3 separate regions of the Macaca mulatta genome follow, and regions 2 and 3 are each linked to region 1. A link is a contact called in public Hi-C data. All regions are on one chromosome and are shown on one strand. Each heading gives the region's core, a stretch centred on a gene start, on an enhancer-like site or on the middle of the called end of the contact. The rest is flanking DNA. Distances are from core to core; before and after follow the strand shown.

What was found. Hi-C and Micro-C count contacts between places; a contact is called where the count stands out from the background.
Region 2: a Hi-C map of CD4 T cells shows a contact between it and region 1, with 5 times the contacts expected there. The contact joins the promoter of ZNF444 here to the promoter of LOC704549 in region 1. A contact is called at or near these places in 6 of 14 Hi-C or Micro-C datasets (CD4 T cells, blood, cortical neurons and 3 more).
Region 3: a Hi-C map of blood shows a contact between it and region 1, with 3 times the contacts expected there. The contact joins the enhancer-like site here to the promoter of LOC704549 in region 1. A contact is called at or near these places in 4 of 14 Hi-C or Micro-C datasets (blood, fibroblasts and liver).

Annotation. Positions count from the first base shown.
Region 1 is chr19:68,669,393-68,672,358 of T2T-MMU8v2.0, reverse strand. LOC704549 reads right to left here and starts at 1,666. Exons shown (of 5, transcript XM_077979969.1): 1 at 1-1,666. It also overlaps a transcript of ZSCAN5A not described here.
Region 2 is chr19:68,497,978-68,500,812 of T2T-MMU8v2.0, reverse strand. ZNF444 (zinc finger protein 444) reads right to left here and starts at 1,408. Exons shown (of 5, transcript XM_077979926.1): 1 at 1,231-1,408. It overlaps LOC114674207 (a long non-coding RNA gene), which reads left to right and starts at 1,450. Exons shown (of 5, transcript XR_013409718.1): 1 at 1,450-2,439.
Region 3 is chr19:68,438,910-68,441,761 of T2T-MMU8v2.0, reverse strand. No RefSeq gene overlaps it. Among named protein-coding and RNA genes, the nearest start is that of ZNF787, 41 kb to the left of the region's middle. Within about 2 kb of position 1,376, at least 10 of the 40 cell types and tissues checked have an H3K27ac peak or open chromatin away from gene starts, as enhancers often do. A contact at or near this core is called in blood, where this site is marked.

The sequences.
Region 1 (2,966 bases), core at 417-2,916:
GTCTAAATAAATAAACAAAAAGCCTGAGAAACCATAAACAGACGAAACAATAAACAGGCCGAGAAAAGGAACTGTAATGATCATTAGTGGCAGAGAATTTGTAACCTAATTGTGGAAAGCACACCTGAAAATTAACAAAGATTGAATGAACTATTTGAAAAAAATAGCAATGAAAGATAGGAAATTTACAGAGGCAAAATCTGAATATCCAGTGAATAATAAAAAGATTCTGGCTGGCTAAAAGGTAGTGACTTCTACCAGTTTATTGTCCACAGTCATTACAGACCAAATTCCTTGTTCTACTCTTTCCCCCCTCCTAATGCACTTGACTAGTCTTTAACGAAGAAAAAAAAAAAGATGCTAAGCCTGATAGTCAAAAATTCAAATTTAAAAAAACATAAAATAGTTAATTACTTCTCAGCACAATGGCAAAAATTACAAATCTGGAATCACTAAGTGTTGATTGGGATATGGAGCACAAAGTGAGGGCATTGGGAAGGGTGAGGTCTGTGAAGACGCTAGAACTACTGAGTGGGATTTTAGCACCGAAATCAACCTCAAAGTTCAATTGCTCACCCTTTGGTTATGTTACAGATGGTGCAATGCTGGGTCACAGAGCTTACCCCAGGTCCCCAAGCGAAGTCAGTGGCAGTGCCTGGACGGGAAGTTCATCCCCATCCATTTTCACTTGCGGAATCTCAGGGCTCGGTAAAGAACCACGATTGACGGAGGTCACACAGCAACTGGTATGACAGGGACGGGTTTCCGGAATTCCAGTGTCTTAACACCAAGCCCTGTAGTACTTCTCAGAGATCAAAACCACTGCTCTTGTGTGCTCAGAAGACAGTTTAGTGGTCATAAAATCCAATACATCCAACTTGCAGATCAACACACAAAGACCCTGGAGGAAGGTGGGGCGGTAATTTCTCCTGGTCTCCAAAGAAAAGGCAAGAATGGTGATCATCAAAGCCGCTGGCACTTGAAGGGTCATTGTGTGCCGGCCATTGCTCTGAGGTTCCCTTAATTCTCACAACTCCGTACATTTTAACATCAAATTCTAACATCATCCTCACTTCACCTATGGGGAAACTGAGACACAGGGCATCATCCTCACTTCACCTATGGAAAAACTGAGACAGAGGGCACCATCCTCACTTCACCTACGGGGAAACTGAGACACAGAGGGTGTCTCTTGCCTGAGGCCCTGAAATAGTAAGAGAGCACAGCAGGGGCACCAGACATTATTTCACAAAAAGGGAAACCGAGGCCCAGAGAGGGTGAAAGGTCACCGGCTCACCCTCTCAAGGACGAGTGGTATAGGGTAGGTGGCCTCAAAGACAGAGAGGTTGGCTCAGAACCCACGGCCCCTTCAAATCAGCTTTCTCCCCTCCCGTGGGCAGCTATGAAGTCACAGGGGAACTGGGAGGGGCCGTTACCATGGAGACTGGAAGCCCATTCAGAAACATGGTGGAAACTGGGAGTCGCCCTCATCTCCCAGGGCACCACTTTGGAGCCAGCATTTTCGGCCTCGGAAGTGAGGCCCAGAGCGCCTCGCGCGAGCAGCCCCAACCTCCCCGCAGGCGACATGCGACACCGACCGGGTGACCGAGGCTCGGGAATCCCCACACTTCACGCACGCAGAACGAGGACAGAGATGCCTCAATGCGCGTGCGCAACTCTACCCCGTCCTTTAAAGAAGGCCGTGTGGCCTCTCCACCAATCGGAATCCTGCTTTTTCCCTGGTCCCGCCTTATTCCCAGACTTCCGGCGTCTCGCCGGCTGCAAAACAACCCTAAACTAGAGGGCTCGGCAACTCCTAGAGACTTCTGGGTATTGTAGTCCCAAAGATGCAGAGGGACAGGAGGAGCACGTTTTAGTAAAAAGCAGCTTAGAATAAAAATGTCTATACCAGTGATGATTCGGCGGGTTGGAAACGCTTTTTAGATGATTTCACCCACTGTTATTTGTGGGGGAAGCAGGAGGTAAGGAGAAGGAAGGCGGCCGCAGAGGCTTCTGGGAATTCTAGTTCAGCGCACTGAGCAAGGGCTGGGAGCTGCGACCTTCGCCCCGGATCCGGAAGTGGTCGCCGAGGCCTCCTAGCAGCCAATGTGAATGCGACAAGTCCCCGGTCCAGGCGCCCCGCTCTCCCCGGCCCAGCTCGCCAGGTCCTACCACGATGCCTGACTCGTTTGCGGCTTTGAGACCGGTTGTAGGGGGCTTGACCGTCACTAGTAGACGTTTCTGATTGTGTCGCGGTCACCATGGTAACGACTTTAGCTTCCCTTCCGCCCTTGCGGTGACGTCACTGGCGGAGGCCGGACTGGGGTGGGTTGGGGAGCGCGAGTGCGCATGCGCGTGGGGCGAGGCTGAGGGAGGAGGGAGAGATTCGTGGGAGGACGGAACCCGGGGATGGGACTGGAGGAGTTTCCGTGACCTTGCGGGCTGTTTGTGCTGAGGGGCAGCTTTATTTAAATAATAATATGCGTGCAGGCGCCCTGCATGATTCCTGGCCGCGTGCTTTCTAGTAAGTGCGCAGAGACTTTTCGCAAGAATTGATTCACTCTTTTTTTCCTTCCCTCCCGATTTTTGATTGGAAACCCAGACTTCCTTTCACGCCTGTCGCCAGGTTAACTAGGTCACTGTTTGCTCTCAGTAGCAACCCTGCCTCCCGCAGTTCGCTTGGTCCTTGATTACAGGTTCGTGCTGTGCATTCATTCATTCAGTGAGAGCCGAATAAGTACTAGTGGCCAAGGAGACAGCAGTGAGCTCAACAGTTGAATGGCCTCAGACCTTACCGAGTTTCTCAATACCAGGGTTATTGACATTGGGGGCAGACATTGCTTTGTTCTCGGGGCTGCCCTGTGCGTTGTAGGATGTTGAGGATCTTCCCTCACCTCACCCACGGGATGCCAGGAAAAATCCTCTCCGGCCCCCAACTCCTGGTTGTGACAACCAAAAATGTCTCC
Region 2 (2,835 bases), core at 159-2,658, 170 kb after region 1:
GCCTCCTACCAGTTCTGTGTCCTTGGACAAGGTACAAGGCACCTTTTGTAATACACTGTATCTCCATTTCGCTGACTGTAAAGTGATGGAAAACAAAAATGCTGAGAACCACACCTGGCTAGTAAGTGTCCAGTCAGACTTAGGGTTACTTTGTCGAAGGTTTCCTGCAAGGTGCCCAGGGGACACTGCTGTGAACACGCACACAGATTAAAATACTAAGTATACATTGCAATAGGCATTAAGATGGATATAGAGGAGGGTGACTCATCCTGACTGGGGTAGAGGTGGCGGGGGTCAACTTCAGATGACAATAAACAGTTTCTAAGCACTTTACACATATTACCGAAGGTAATAATGCCTTGCAACAAGCTAAAAAGGCAGATGCTCCTCAACGAGTTATCTTCAGGAATCTCACAACTCTGTAAAAGTTGCACTTGTAGAAGCAGCGCACAAAAAGAGCCACCTGCACTGTATCTACGTTACGACAATAACCATCGTCCCCGGAAGCCCCTTCCCGCAAACCTTTCCGAAGGGGTCCGGTCCCGGCGCCCCCAGACTCCTTTGTAGGGTCCAGCTTCCCACTCAGCTTTCATCTCACAGCCCACCCCTGCTTGGGTCCCCTTCCCTTTCCCTACCTGTCCCTCCCCCTTCCCTCCCCCATCTGTCCCTCCCCCGTCCCGCCCCTCCCCCGTCCTCTCCCTCAGTTTCTCTCTCCCGCTTTCAGGACCTCGAGGATCCACGACCCCCCTCCCACTATCCACCCCTCCCCCTCTCCAAGTCCCTCCCCCTCTAGTTCTCGCTCCCAACCCCTCCCCCATCACTCAGCCCCCTTCTCCTCCCCTCCCCGCAAGTCTCCCATCTCTTCCATTTCTCCCTCCTGAGGGCCCCGGCGCCCCCCTTCCCGTCCAACCGCTGGTCCCTCCTTCGTCCAACCGCCCCCTCCGATCCCTCCCTCCTTTCCCCCTAGCTCACCTCACTCTCTCAGGCGATGCCCCCCAAGCCCCATCACCTCCCCGCACATGCGTACAAAGCTCACTGGGACTCCATGCCCCAGCAGGCTTTGCGCCAAACACCCCCCCCCCGTCCCCCTCCCCCAATCCCATACTCCGAGTCGCTCGTTCCGCCCAACAACTCCCCATGTGGCCCCGGCTTCAAGCCGAACTACAACTCCCAGGAAGCATCGCGGCAAAGGCAGCTGCCCATTGGCCCTCGCCGTGGGGACCCGCTCACCCTTGTTTGTCACCGCCTGGCGTCTTCCCCAACACTGGAACTACATTTCCCAAGATGCACGAAAGCGTCGTCTGCGGCCTATTGGGCCTTGACGGCGCAAGTGTCGCGGGCTCTCTGAGCGCGTCAGGCTTTGGAATACATTTCCCAGAATGCACGAGGAGGCTTCCCAGTAGTCTGCGCGCGGGCCCTGGGCATGCGCAGACGTGTCGAGAAAAAAAAGAGGGAGGAGTAGGAGGAGCCATGGCGGCGCTGTTGTGGAGATTAGGGGAGGTCGGGCACCGCCGGGCATTTGGGAGGTGGGGCCTCCAGAGCTCTAGAAGCTGGCAAGCGAAGAGGAGGAGGAGACCAGGCTAGAGTTCTGCGCCAATCAGGAGTGCAGGCTACGTCTCCTTGACTACGGATCGCTTTTTCTGTGTGTGTGTCCTCACTCTCCACCCGGGCAGAGCTTAAGAGCCGATGTCGGTGCCAGGAATCAGGACGTGAGCGGGCCGCCCTCCTGTTCTGGGGTGGGCGGTGGTTCAGGAGGGGGCCAGCGCGGGGGCCTCGGTTTGGCTCTTCCTGTGTGAACCTGGACAGGACACCGCCCTCTCTTTAGCCTCAGTTTTTCCTGGTGTGAACTGGGGGACAGCGCTACGTGCCGCGCGTCCTCGCTCTGCCCCATTGGACAGACTATTTCCCCGTCCTGAGGCCTCAGTTTCTGCATCTCAGGACTGCGAAGAAGACAGACATCCTAAGAGATCAGCTGACGCCCTTTATCTAGACAGTTCCAGACCTGATTATGGCTCATACAAGCCCTACCTCAGCCCGCGGCGTATTTCCTCCTCTGTACAACAAGGATAAGAGAATCCCCTCCCCTCCCCCACCTCCCGGGCTGATCCGAAGACTCTGCGCCATAAAAAGGAAGACAGTGGCTTACCCATAACAAGCATTCATTACATGGAGGTTGTTCCTCTTACCATATTCATAAATGAACAACTTGCCCCAGGTTTCACACGCGATGAGTGGTTGACTCAGAACCTTGTGACCAGTTTGCCCACGGTGGCCTAACCTGCCCTGGCCCACCTATCTACCCTCTGTCTTCTCGTGTTTAATGGGTTCCAGTCATGCCTCCTTTCTGCTCCTAGAACACGGTGATCTTCTTCCCACTCATATCCGATGGCCTACTTGACATCTCCACTTGGATTTCTTAATAGGCATCTCAAACCTAAGGTGGACAGTAGAGAATTTTTCTCCCCTACCTTGTGAAGAAACTTATTCCTTCCCATTACTCTATCATCTTAGATAGCAAGTCCATCATTCACCCAAATGTTCAGGCCAAAAATAGAAAAGCAGCCCTTGATTCTTTTTTTGTTTGTTTTGTTTTGTTTTTTGATACGGGGTCTGGCTCTGTCGCCCAGGCTGGAGTGCAGTGATGTGATCACAGCTCACTGCAACCTCCGATTCCCAGTCTCAAGCGATTCTCGTGCCGCATCCTCCTGAGCAGCCAGGACTACGGCCGTGCACCACCATGCCCAGCTAATTTTTGTATTTTTAATAGAGATGGGATTTGCCGTGTTGGCCAGGCTGGTCTCAAACTCCTGGCCTCAAGTGATCTGCCTCCTCGGC
Region 3 (2,852 bases), core at 127-2,626, 230 kb after region 1:
AGCAATGCAGCAGGAAGAATCCGATCCGACCCACACCTTGTGCTGCTTGTCCTGGCAGGAACTGCGGGCGGAAGAGGAATGTGCATTTGGATCCCAACAGATCTGGCTGTATCACCCTCCCCAGAGGTCACTTACCACGTCCCCAAGAATGTATGAAGTGACTGTCTCCTACTTACTCTCCGCAGTGAGGGCTTGGATATGGCTGATAGCCGAGACCCTGGGAGCAAGGTGATGATTTAACGTGTGCTAGTGTGTGCTGGGTGCTTCAATTAATACCTCTTTAAACCGGGCACGGTGGCTTATGCCTGTAATCCCAGCACTTTGGGAGGCCAAGGTGGGCGGATCACCTGAGGTCAGGAGTTTGAGACCAGCCTGGCCAACATGGCGAAACCCTGTCTCTACTACAAATATGAAAATTAGCTGGGCATGGGGGCGGGCACCTGTAATCCCAGCTACTCTAGAGGCTGAGGCAGGAGAATCACTTGAACCTGGGAGGCACATGTTGCAGTGAGTCGAGATCACGCCATCGTAGTCCAGCCTGGGCAAAAGAGTGAGACTCCGTCTCAGAACAAAACCACCTCGCGTAACCCTCCACTCTACAGAGGGGGAGGTAGGCTCAGAGGGAAGGGACTTATCCAGGACTTAAAACGAGACACAGCAAAGCTGGTTTCAGCCGCCTGGCTTTACCCACACTGTTTAGACATGGCTGGATCTCGCTAGTCACAGAGAAGCAAGCCGGCTCAGAGAAGTGAAGCCACTCGCTTTCGATCACACGCTAAGTGAGAAACCAGATTCAAACTCAGGACAGTCGGACCCCAGGCCGAGCTCCTTTGACACCGTCCGCTACCTGGCAGAGCCGCCCTCCCACTGGGCCCCAGGCACTGGGGATGCAGCAGGGCGGACACGCAAGTCCCTGCCCTTAGGGATGCAGACTGCGGCCTTCAGACCAGGAAGTGAGCTGGGTGGAGGGTCCCCTTCCTCTCGCCCACGTCTGTCTAGATCTCCCTCCCCTGGGACCCGCCCCCACACAGCTGCCTGTCACACCTGCCCATGCCCAGGACTTCCTCCATGTCTCACCCCCGGGAGTCTCTTTGTCTCTTGAGTCCTCATCTGTGTGTGTCCCCTCCCAGCCACTCCCACCCCCCGTGAGGGCAGAGATTGTGCCCATCGAGGTCCCCGCCGTGTCCCCTTGCCTTGCAGAGCCACTGGCAGCAAGTCCGTGCCTCATAAACACGGGCGAGTAAGTGGTTGGCGACTGGGCGGGAGAAGCTGAGCCACCAGGGGAACTTCCAAGGGCAGTTCAGGAAGCGCGATGCAGGCGGGGCCCCAGCAGGGGAGAGGCCCTGTGGGGCGGGGCGCAAGGAGCACTTGTTCAAATGCAGCCGCAGCCACAAATGCAAAGCGCCGCAGCTGGAAGAAAGTTGAGCTGGAAGGAGGCGGTTAGGGTAAGAAAGCGGGATGTGGCGCCCCCTACTGACCATGTCACAGCCGTGGTCATGGTCAGCATTGATAGACCCAAGTCCCCCACCCAAGCTCAGCCGCTTCCTAGTAACCAACCATTCTACGCCACTGTGGTCACCAGCATTGTTAGACCCAAGCCCCCCACCCCCAAGCTCAGCCGCTCCCTAGTAACCAACCATTCTACACCAATGTGGTCACCAGCATTGATAGACCCAAGCCCCCACCCAAGCTCAGCCGCTCCCTAGTAACCAACCATTCTATGCCACTGTGGTCACCAGCATTGTTAGACCCAAGCCCCCCACCCCCAAGCTCAGCCGCTCCCTAGTAACCAACCATTCTACACCAATGTGGTCACCAGCATTGATAGACCCAAGCCCCCCACCCAAGCTCAGCCGCTCCCTAGTAACCAACCATTCTACACCAACGTGGTCACCAGCATTGTTAGACCCAAGGCCCCCACCCCCAAGCTCAGCCGCTCCCTAGTAACCAACCATTCTACACCGCTGTGGTCATCAGCATTGTTAGACCCAAGCCCCCCACCCAAGCTCAGCTGCTCCCTAGTAACCAACCATTCTACACCAATGCGGTCATCAGCATTGTTAGACCCAAGCCCCCCAAGCCCCTCGAGCCCAGCCTCTCTCCCTAGTGACCACTCCACACCGCCGTGGTCATGATCAACACTGTTAGACCCAAGCCCCCTAAGCCCAACCGTTCCCTAGTGACCACTCCACACCGCCGTGGTCATGATCAACACTGTTAGACCCAAGCCCCCTAAGCCCAACCGTTCCCTAGTGACCATTCCACACCGCCGTGGTCATCAGCACTGTTAGACCCAAGCCCCCCGAGCTCGGCCGTTCCCTAGTGATGAGGCCACACACCGTGGTCATTATCAGCATTGTTGGATCCAAGCCCTTCGAGCTCAGCAGTTTCAGACCAGGCTCTGGAATATCCCTGCTGACACAGGGAGGAGAGGAGAGGTGGCTGCACAGCCTAACCACTGGCCTCTGGTTTGAAAACTCATTTCTCTTTGCTAAACCCCATTTCCTCATTTGTAAAACAAGGAGCCTGGAATGAGTGTTTCAACTAAAGCCAAAAGAGGGAGTTGTGCTGCAAGCGCCGAGCTCTGTGCATGGGGTTAATTTGGGTTTACAAGTGCATCCCACGGGGCCAGAGAGAGCACCAGGCTAGTAAGAGGAGCCAGTGTGAGATGGTAGAGTGGGGAAACCAGAGCACTGTAGCCCAGGAGAAAGGAGCTCCGTTTCCAGCTTACTTTGATTGTGGTCACATAAGAAGTCAGACCTAATGATGCCAGAGCTTTCATTATTTATTTCTTGAGGCAGAGTATCGCTCTGTCACCCAGGCTGCAGTGCAGTGGCGTGATCTCAGCTCAC